Regions from separate parts of the Mus musculus genome. Here region 2 is linked to region 1. The links are chromatin contacts, called in public Hi-C maps. All regions are on one chromosome and are shown on one strand. The core of a region is the stretch at or near the end of the contact, and the rest is flanking DNA. Distances in the headings are between cores, read along the strand shown. Region 1 has its middle 49 kb from the start of Sh3bgrl2. Region 2 has its middle 38 kb from the start of Gm39384.

The links. A called contact is a pair of places that touch in the nucleus more often than the background predicts.
Region 2: a Hi-C map of rod photoreceptor shows a contact between it and region 1, with 4 times the contacts expected there. The contact joins two enhancer-like sites. A contact is called at or near these places in 2 of 39 promoter capture datasets (hippocampal neurons and liver), 42 of 484 Hi-C or Micro-C datasets (the AML12 cell line, the AtT-20 cell line, B cells and 28 more) and 2 of 115 datasets of contacts at active chromatin or transcription factors (embryonic stem cells and liver).

The regions. Positions count from the first base shown.
Region 1 is chr9:83,496,582-83,501,960 of GRCm38.p6, reverse strand. No RefSeq gene overlaps it. Among named protein-coding and RNA genes, the nearest start is that of Sh3bgrl2, 49 kb to the left of the region's middle. Within about 2 kb of position 1,835, at least 2 of the 459 cell types and tissues checked have an H3K27ac peak or open chromatin away from gene starts, as enhancers often do. A contact at or near this core is called in rod photoreceptor, where this site is marked.
Region 2 is chr9:83,608,442-83,614,038 of GRCm38.p6, reverse strand. No RefSeq gene overlaps it. Among named protein-coding and RNA genes, the nearest start is that of Gm39384, 38 kb to the right of the region's middle. Within about 2 kb of position 3,913, at least 19 of the 459 cell types and tissues checked have an H3K27ac peak or open chromatin away from gene starts, as enhancers often do. A contact at or near this core is called in rod photoreceptor, where this site is marked.

The sequences.
Region 1 (5,379 bases), core at 586-3,085:
CCCAGCAACCACATGGTGGGTCCCAACCACCCATGAGATCTGATGCCCTCTTCCAGTTCTGACACACTGTAGGTGTACACAACTACAGTGTACTTATTTAAAATAATAAATAAATCTTTGGGCCAGAGTGGGGCCGACTGGCGTGAGCGGGGTTGACTGGAGTGAGCAGAGGTCCTAAATTCTATTACAGTGAAGAGACACCATGACTGGGGCAATTTACAGAAGAAAGCACTTAACTGGGGGCTTGCTTACAGTTTCAAAGAGTTAGACCATGATCATCATGATCATCATGGAGAGCATGTTAGCAGGCAGGCAGATAGGCAGGCAGGCAGGCAGGCAGGCAGGGTGCTAGAGCAAGTAGCTGAGAGCTTACGTCCTTAACCAGAGGCACAAGGCAGAGAGAGAGTGCAGGGATTTTAAAAGTTCAAAGCCTACCCCCAGTGACACCTGTTCTCCAACAAGGCCACATCTCCTAATTCTGCCTAAACAGTCCACAGACTGGGAACCAAATATTCTTATATATGAGTTTATGGGGGGTGTTCTTATTCAAACCACCACAACAATTAGCAATCAAGAACATGCCCCACAGACAAGCTCACAGGCCAGTCTGATAAGGTGATTTCTCAGTTGAGAAAATAAATTGTATAAACTTATGAGAAGTAATCAGCACAAAACCCAGTTACTAACTCTTTCCTTTCAATTTTTAATAAGATAAAATTGTTTTACTTGATTCAAGTCAACAGTCCTAGTTTCTTTTTCTTTTTTTAATGTAGCATTTTCTCATGCTCCATGATCCTTGTGTACTTCAGTGAGTGAGATGAGTCCCCAGGAGAGACAGAAATAGCAGTCACAGGAATGAAAAGCTAATATTAGAGCCATTCTGGCCTCATAGGCAACCTCTACCATCAGTTGCTGCATTCTCTCATCCCTACATCCTTTCAAATAAGTAGCTCCTTTATACTAAAATTTCTCTCCGTTTTTGAAAAGATACAGAGCAATTTCCATGCCATATAATTTTCTCTCAGATAAGCTCCCTTGGAAAGGGATTACTATAATCGCAATAGAATTGAATAGGTAGAAAAATACTGACGATAGTTATGGGGGCCTGTGGAAAACTCGAAAGGCCTGAGTGTTAAGGGAAGTTTTGAGGCAGGAGACTTTGAGAAGTGTATTCTTTACTTTAAAAAGCATAGCCCAGACAGGAGTGGATCTCTGGTCTAAATGGTGAGGATACAACGTGAGTAACAAACTTACATTTTCCTCTCTCCCATCCTTCAGAGGGAGGAGCCAGGGAAGGAAGGACAGGTAAGGGAGAGATGGGACTACACAGGACCAATTGCAATCCTTCCTTACTTCGGCATCCAACCACCTTCTGAATATAAGCCTTCTTGCTGCCCTAGCTTGATACCTACGGAGATGGAGGTCTATTGTAGGAGCGACATGGCAAATGAGAGCTCCTGGCAGAGACCTGTGGCATCTCTCCAGCTCTGACATTGACACATGGACCTTAACCTGTTCAATTTATCATCTGTAGACTGGACCGATACTTCCTGCTCTTCCTGTCTCACACGCCTGTGATAAACAATTCATGTGAAAATGTGTCAATAGTTGAATGAATGGGCAGTTTTAAGTACTTCATCCAAAGCACCATCAAGTGAATTATTTTATGATAATTTTCAACAACTGAGGATTTTAGTACTTTTGTCAGGACCACTTGGGGAATTTAGATAAAAATATGTCGTCCTGGATACCCAGAACTGCATCTGATTAAGGTGGTTCCAACCTGCTCTGCATTGTTTCTAAGTCCAAGAAGCTCCAGTGCAGATTAGTCATAATCACCTTAGTGACACTGAGCAAAGTGTGGTCCTTGAGTGACAGAGACTTTCTAGGCTCAGAGGGGCTTAACTCAGAAGGAGGTCGTGTGCTGAAAGCCCATGGTCACACAAAACTTCCAATTGTTCTGAGGTCTTGCCTCACAATTCAGACGAATGATTTTCAAGCACCACAGGAATAGGTGGGCTTCTAGAAAGGAATTTGGTATAGGTTTGTTGATGAGAGCCTAAGAAGATGAGCAAGTGGAAGAAAAGAGTGAGAAAGCCAAGAGAGAACCAGAGAGCCAAAGAGAGAGAACAAGAGGGCCAGAGAGAGGGGAAGAGGGGGGGGGGACTGGGAGGGCTTGGGAGGGGGAGGAGCTCCTATAAAGCAGAAGCAGGATTCAGAGATGGGGAAACTTTCATGGGACTTATGGTAGAAATGATTGAGGCATGGTGTGAGCTAGTCATTCGCATTGGCCCGCTGTCGGTTTGCTCTTTGTTGCTGTAATAAACGCCATGACCATAAGCAACAGGGGAGGAAAGAGTTCCTTTAAGGTTATAGTCATCTACGGAAGCCAGGGCAGGAGCTCAAGGCAGGAACGTGGAGGCAGAAATGAAGCAGAGGCCATGGAGGGAAGCTGCCTACTGCCTTAGTTCCTTGCTTGTGTTCAGCTACCCACCTGCTTAGGGGAGGGTCCTTCTCATAACAAGCTAGGCCCTACTACATAAATTAGCCATCAAGGAAAATGCCCTACAGACATGGCATTTTCTCTGGGTTGTGTCAGATTAACAGATCATGCTAACTATACCATCCAATGACAAGGTATCCATGTGCTTTGACATAGCAATGGGTTGTGGCATACACAGAACCTCTGGCTGAAACATTTCTGGCAAGTCTGACCTCTGGCCAGGCCAAAACCAAAACCAGCACAGGAATCAGGGTCTCTGCCTGGAGTGCTTATGACATTTCTGGCCAAAGACAAGAATCAAAATTGTTTGTTTTTCATGTCGCTGTTGCGATTCTCTCTCTTGTTTACAACTCTCCCCATCCATAACTACCTCCATGGAACTGTGCAATGGCTGGTCTGGCTTTTTAGAGCTCCGTTGGGTATTCTGGTGTGGTAGTAGGGTCACCCCTCCAGTGGTCCCATCTAAGGGACTTCAGAAATGCTACAGTGGTTCCATTTGAATAAAAGTCAGGCGGAGGGAGGAAATGTAGTCTTTGCCTGGATACAGATATGTGGGAGGATTAAAGGCTCGAGGAAAAGCAGGGGCAGTGAAACAGAGCCCTTTGGCAGAGAATGATTCCATCCTGCCAGGAGTAGAAAAGAGTTCATGCAAAAAGGTTAGCGGTACAGTCCTAGGGAGAAAGCCAGGAGATTCCAGAACAAAAAACATTTAAAAATGTCCCAAGCCCTTTGGAGCTGCTCCATAGTCTCACAAGGGCATCCATCTGTGCCTGGCTTACTGGGCTCCTCCCCAGGTTTATCCTTATCTGGCCCCAAGGCCAACGAACTCAAGATTTAATCTCAGGCGTGGAGGTAGCTAGTGAGGTGGCTAGGATCACAGTATGAAGTCCCTTCCTGTTGGCCCTCCCTGTTGGCCTGTGTCTGCTTCTCCCGCTCAGGATAGCCAGGCCCCTTGTGCACTGGGCTGGACTAGAAGAGAGTTTAGCCGGGCACGGGTGGGTGCAGGCAGGATCTTGGTCCGCGGTGAGTGCACCGGCAAAGAACACACACTCCACACTCAGAGGGAACAGCTTTGGAACACTGGTTCAGTTTAGTGGGGAGGGAGAAAGTAGTATTTGTGTCCCTGGGGAGATGTCCAGGGTCTCTGGGGGCAAGGTTTGTGTGACTGTGAACAATTGGCCAGGGCAGGGATGTTGGAAGATGCTTCATTTGCATATTCACGGGCTATGGGGGGAGGGGGCACAACATAACCTTATAAGGACGAACAGAGAGTAAAGACTGCTAACTGTCAGGGTAATAAATTCTTTTTATTCATAGCTATATAAACTATTAACAGCAAAGGACCAGAGACTCATTTTTTCTTGAATAGACCCACAGTACAGCTCTGGTGGCTTTGGTGTGCTGATCTTGGACACGAAAGCCCCCAAAGTGGCACAGTCCCCCATGGGCTCTAATCTTCTTCAGTTGCCCCAGGTCCTCACACAGCTTGTTTAGATCGTTGGCCAGAACCTGACTGAATTTTCCATCTTTCGCATCCTTTTCTGTCTGTTCAAGAGCCAGTCTGGGGTCTTGTGCTGTCGTGGATTCTGCAAAGTGGTGATCACACACTCCCCCTCATCCTCCGTGTGCTCTCCAGCCCTCTTGGTGAGGTCAACGTCTGCCTTCCTCAGCACCACGTGAGCGTATCTCCGCTCCACACCCTTAATGTCAATGACAGCAAAAGCCCATCGATGTGGGTGTTGAGTACTCACAACATGTGCTGGAACTTCTCAGGGATCACTAGAGACGCGGTAGCGGCAAAAGCACTGGCATGTAGGGCTCCTTTGGAAGCAAAAATTCTTACTAGGGTTGATGGTAGGACATCCATCCAATCTAATGGCGACAGGATGGGAGGGGAAGAGAACCAACTCCTGCAGCCCTCATTTGAGCTATACAGGGTTGAAGGTCTCCTTGAGACCCTTCCTCCAAAATCCTGGGCCAGTACAGTCCCACATGCCCCAGGTGGGTTCTAGAGAGATATGAGAAGGAAAAAAAAAAGAAAAAGAAAAAGTAGAAGAGATTTAACCATCATTTAATCTCCAACTTGGACCAATAATTGGCCTATCTCTTCAAATACATCTCAAGTAGGTGCTACAGTATTGAAATTAACCAAAGTTAAGATGTTTTGTATCTGGGCAGCATTTAATTGCAAGAAAAAAAAAGTCATTTGTGAGAAATGGTTTTCCATGTAACATTTCAGATGGACTGAAGCCTAAAGTCTGGGGAATATGATTCTTTGGACTGTTAAAAGAATATAAGTCTTTTTACTTTTGGCTATACTTTCCTGTTGGGATCTGAAGACCATGCAAGTGACTCATTTTTCTTTTTACTGCCAACCTCAGTTGAGTCTGTTGTCTTCAGGAGTGACTTTGGATATGGGAGGAACCCTGGTCCATTAGGTCCCCTTTCCTCATTTCTACCATCTACTGGAATAACTCAGGGTCTTTCTGACTGGGTTTCCCTTGGCAGAATGGAGGACATTTCCTTTTGTGTAGACACTTTTCTTTGCTGAGTGTACACTGGTAGAGTCCAACCTCTGGGTCTCCATGGCTTCTCTGGTCAAGGTGGCAGGTTACTTATGAGAGCTCTAGGAACCGTTGAAAGGTGACTTGTAGTCAGCTCCCTGTTTCCTAACTGGCTTTTCTTCCTGTCCTCATTGCCATAGCCTTTATAGTTAGCACAAACTTATAAAATTTAGGTACAAATTTACAAGACAGTGGGACCAAGTGCCTTCATCCTTCCCTCAACATTTCAAGCTCCTGTGTGTATGCCTGAGACAGGACTTTGATGCGCTCCTCCTGCCTCACCTGGGTGTAGCTATATTGAATACATATCTG
Region 2 (5,597 bases), core at 2,664-5,163, 110 kb before region 1:
CCCATGGCTAAGCCTGACCAGCTGGCTGAGAAGCCATTATTTATCTAAGCCAACAGGAAGGCTTAAAAGGGGCCCTTGCCATCAGGAAGCCTGTACAAGGCTGAAAATGCTCCTAAGGATGCAGCCACTGCCCACCAGCTCGTCTGAATTGCTCCTCTGTCTTCTGTCTGTGAACACCTCCGCATGGCTGCCAGCACCTCTGTCTTCCTTGTTCTCATTTTCACTGCGTGATTTCTGGGTTCCCCTGTGTTTCTGTGGGGTGCCGGCACATTTGCTACTAGAAGTCCACCTGCCCAAACTTACATTTGTTTGTTTGTTTGTTTGTTTGTTTTTGTCCTTAGTAATTCTCTTCAGGCATGGCTGGATCTATTTCATTTCTTTTTACTATTTCAGGACTTCGGGAAAACTGAAGCACTTCGCCCAAAAACTTCCACTGAGTCCAATCCCAAGGTTGTGTCCTCGTGTTCGCCTGCCCTGACTTTTGGATGGTTTCTCTCCCCCTTGCCTTTTCCTATAATGGTGAATATTGGTTTCTCATGTTGGCCAATATCTCCTTTTCTGCCCTCTGGGACTTCATGGGCTATTTCATTACAGCCACCAGGATGTCAACGGGGTGAGCCTATGTGCTTACACTGGCCATTTCACCTGCATCTCAAAACAGCCTGTTTCCCTACTTGGATTAATACCATCCATTAGCTGAGTTTTAACATTTTCGTGCCTTCCTTTCTCTTCTCCCTCAGGAGGAAACAAAGCATCTTCATGGCTGTGACCTCAGGTCAAGTCTTCATCGCTGAGGTGACTTTCTAACTAGTCAATAGACCTCTGTCCTCATATGACCCTCACCCCGACCCCTCACCTGCCATCCACTCATTTCCTTAAAACCCAGACATAATTATTTGGTACTCTTAACTGCAATCCTTCAATGTTTCCCTGAGCCGATAACAACAATTCTCACATATCAACGTGTTCGTGAATCACCCAAAGACCTTGTCAAAATGGAATTCTGACTGGAGTGGCCGCCACAGAGATGATCTTTGGGCCACGCTTTCAGTAGCCAGATCTTAAAGATTCAAATCTCATAGTATGAAATTCCAGTCCCCTTATGACCAGGCCCTTGTTCAGAACACCTGGTTGCCTGTGCTGGTTCCAAATCGTTATTCTATCCCAGGCCTGTGCACAGGCTGCTACTGCTGATGGAGGCTCTTCTGAGAAACTCCTTTCTATGGATCGTAATTCGAGTTTTCAAATAAGTTCCTCTAACGTGATATTTCTGGTGCTCTGTCCATGACAGAAAGGGGTTAAAAAGCTCCCCCTCTATGCACTTTTATTCTGGGTCCTTTTTGTTTGTTTTCAGTGCTAGAGAGCAGGCCGCTGTGCCTGCTAGTGGACCCCTTTGAAGTAGTCACGTAATATTTAAAGTAGCAGAATGATATGCACACCTTTGTCTCTCATCTTTACTGTGTAGCTGGCCCATGGTTCCCTCGGGGTGGGGAACTGTATTAGTCAGCGTTCTCTCTCAGGGAACAGAACTGGTAAAATTATTATCTAGGCCAAGAATTAATATAATATAAAACCCAAGAGTTTGGTAGTTGTTCAGTCCACGGGACCGGGTGATGTCCCTATTGTCCCGATCTGGCTGGAGTCCTAGAATGCTGATGGTCATCCATCTATGTTGGGATCCCAAAGAAGCAGGTTTTAATGGCAGCAAAGGGATGCTTCAGTACAAACTTGCCAGCGAGGGCACACAGGCAAATAACACAAGTATCCTTCTGTGTCATATGTGGGCTGTCGCCAGAAAGTGCCACCCAGATTTAGGGTGGATGTCCCCACCTCAAACGACTCTTCACGGCATGCCCAGATACTTAGGTTTTACTTGACTCCAGATGTAGTCGAGCTGATAACCAAGGTCAGCTATCACGAGAACCTTTGTGCAATGCCTGGCGCAAAGTGAGCTTATTGTTCATCCCGCTTTCTTTAAGGGAACCTTCTTCACAGGCTGTGCGCTGATCCTTGACCCTCCCAGGTCTCCGGCCACACTTCACATCCCTTTCCATAGCCTGTGATGTACGCACCGGCTGTGGATGAGGCCACATTCAGGAGTTCAACATCAAAGACCATTTCTATAACTAGTAGGGAAGGGATGTTTCACAAGCTCTTTGGCGTGAAATGGTTCAATGATATCACAATTGTCTCACGTGTCTTAACAACTCACACTTGGGTTGTTAGCATGGAGATTTTTTTTTTCAAACTTAATGAAAATCTCCCTGAATTGTTCCTGAGGCTAGCGGGAAGAGAACAGAACTGTGAAAGAGCCTCACAAAAAAATATATATTTTACATCTTTCTAGAAATGTTCTTTTAATATTTTCACTGGGTCATCAGTTCTAGCTTTATAGTTTCTTTTTATCATTAGACATGGCTAACAAAGAGGTAGATTAAAATACTTTTGAAATCTTTGACTGTTTGGCCAGGTTGTACAATCTCCTATAGGACACAGAAGTAATGCTTTTGTGAGAAATCACCCTCCCCTTTCCCTCCCTCCTTCTCTCCCTCTCTTTTCTTGTTCCCTCCCTTCCCTCCCCCACCCCCAGAGAGATATTTTCGTAGGAGAATCTCTCTCATAACATAGCTAAACCTCATCTGCCACTTTTAGTAAAATCATCGAATATCTTATTGATCATAGCAACTAATAAAGTATGTGTACATTTGAACCTTTGCATGTTGTTATTTGCTCTGTTTTAAAGCTATTCACTTGGCTAACTCTTCCTTATCGGTCAGACATAGAACTAACTGCCTCATCTGAACTAACCTCCTCCTGGTTAACGCTGCTAGAAATCTGATTTATTTGCTTCATCCGCATCCTTTCTTCTTTAGAGTCAGGGACTTTAAATATCCTTAGCCTGGATCACAGGGTTAGCGCGCGCAATGCTCAAGGTAGGCAGGATAATGTTCTTGGCTAAAGATAGTGCGCGGATGCACTACTTCACCCTGGCGGCAGCAGGAAGCTGATGGGAGCTCCTGGAGATGAAGAGGTTACGCTGGATTATTATGTATGGTGACCCAAGGTAATCACTGGGGTCCTCTCAAGAATGAGGAGGAGTGTCTGAGCAAAAGGAAGAGACAGGAAGTAGCATGCTAGGATTCGTGATGTGACTGTCAACCAGGCAGCCTCAAGGGGCCGAGAAGACGAGGCAGCTGATTTTCTTCTGGAACAAACAGAAGCCATCCCACTTAACTCTTGGCATCAGCCTGTGAGACCTCTAGCCTGAATTTTACATGCATCCATGTTGGGAGCCGCCACATCTAGATGGCTTGTCAGCAGCAGGGAGTCGCTGCAGTGTTAATTAATGTTGCTGTGGAGAGTGTCACAGAGATGCGCCCCTGTGCCTCTCTTCCCTCCTCTCCTGTGTGGTAATTCCTCTTCCTTAGCAGCAAAGGAAGGGCTGATCACTGTGGCTTTCCGACCCATAGTGTTTCTGCTCCTGACTTTCTGCTGGTTCAGCAAGTAAAGTTTTCTATTGCCCCGGGCACTGTGTGGCTTCCCCCAGAGCCTGCATCATAGTTACAGATTTTCTATTGCAAAGCATATGAGATCCTGTGGTTGATAACGTGAAGAATCTGACTTGTTCTATAATTTACTTTAGAGAAAACTCTCGATCCTTGGACAGTGAGCTTGCAGAAGGTAAACCTTTGCAGGTCTGCTTCCACTCAGGCTAGACTTTCCCCTCCACAGGAGCACCCCCCCCCCATCTTTCTAGAATGAGGTTTCCTGACGCCTTAGGCAATCTAAAGTCGTGTAAAGATTCACATGCTGCAAAAGGCTTCTGAAAAGGCCACTGCCACCTTCAGGGTTCTCTTCATTTGTTCTGGTAATGGTTAAAATGAACAGGAAGCCCTCTACTTGCATCTAGACATCAGGCCTCTAGGTGTCGCTGCTGCCCAAGCCCTGTTATACAAATGCCAGCCTGCTCAATACATACTGCTTTCTCAAGATTTATCCAGCGTGTGTGTGTGTGTGTGTGTGTGTGTGTGTGTGTGTGTGTGTGTGTGTGAATTACAGACCATTATCACTCTTCTCCCTTTCTGTATAAAATTAAAGGGATGAAATCATGTACCTGGTTACCAGTAAATGTCATCCCTTTTGTTCTATGCTCCTCTTTAGCACTAGAATATCCAGGCTCCTTTTGTTAGATGGGTCTTGCTTATCTGTTCAGATGGCCTCAGATTAGCAATGCTCTTGCTTCAACCTCCCAAACAGCTGAGGCTGCAGGTGTGTGCCATCACACAGACTGGATATGTTATTTAACTACCTCTTTATTAAAAGTATACCCAGATCTATATACAGAAGTGATTACCTTTGTATAGCATATGCCAGTAGTTTCCCTCCCACTAGATGTATCTGCGGTTTTAGAATCAACTGTGAGTCACGTTGCTTTTCAAGGTCGTGGGAAGGCATCAGAGAGTTCATTAGAGATCTGGAAACACCATGGCCAACCTCGAGTCACTTAAAGGCTGGTGCCTTCCGTGTCTAAGAGTTTGCTCATTAGAAACTATTTTGAAATAAGAATGCTACATAAAAGAACTTAGAAGGCCTTTGTTCTACTTTGGTTTCTGTTTCTGGGACAAACACCATGATAAAAAGCAACCTGGGAAGAAAAGTCATTGTGTTGTCTTACAGCTTATGGTCCTCCATGAAGAGATGTCAGGGTGGGAACTCAGGCAGGATCACCTGCCCAGGGTGGCACCGATCTCAGTAGGCTGGGCCGTCCCATTATCAACCATCAATAAAGAAAATGCTTCACAGATGTGGCCACCAGCCATTCTAATGAGGCAAAGTCTCAACTGAGGCTCCCTCTTCCCATGTGATTAGTTTGTATCAAGTTGACAAAAAGTACCCAGCACAGCCTTGGAGATAGGTGACAAGTCTGCTATCAAGAACGATCTTGTCCCACATGACCTTCCGTGACCTTTCACCCTTTCCTCCATATGACCAGATGCAGGGACGCTGTCTCAATGCTAAATGTGACAATTTCCTCCAACACCATTGGCTGAGCCATTCCTTTTGCCACTAGCATCACTCACTTCAAATAAAAATGTATTTTATTTTTAGCTGCGTGCATGTGTGTGGGTATTTGCACAAGATTGCAGGTGGAGGCTGGAGGCACTGGATCCCCTGGAGCTGGGATTACAGGCCAGGTGAGCTGCAGATGCAGAGCACGGAATTCGAGTCTTTTGTACACAGTTACCTGGTGAGCCAACTCTCTAGCCCCTCAGCACTGTCTGGGTGCCATTCTCTGCAGTTACACTGACTTTGTAACTTATGGTTGCTGAAGGTCATGCTTCATAGCCTTGGCCCAGACAATGTCGGCCGGCTAAGACACAGGAACAGCCTTTTGAAAGATACTTCTAGGCTTTATCTCTGCAACTCAGTAGAACTAAAGCTTGAGACAATTATCTGCTAGTATGTGTGTGTGTGTGTGTGTGTGTGTATATATATATATATATATATATATGTATGTATACATATATATGTATTATATATTATATGTTATATAATATGTCTATATATCAATCAAAATATGAGAGCTTCCCTGATCT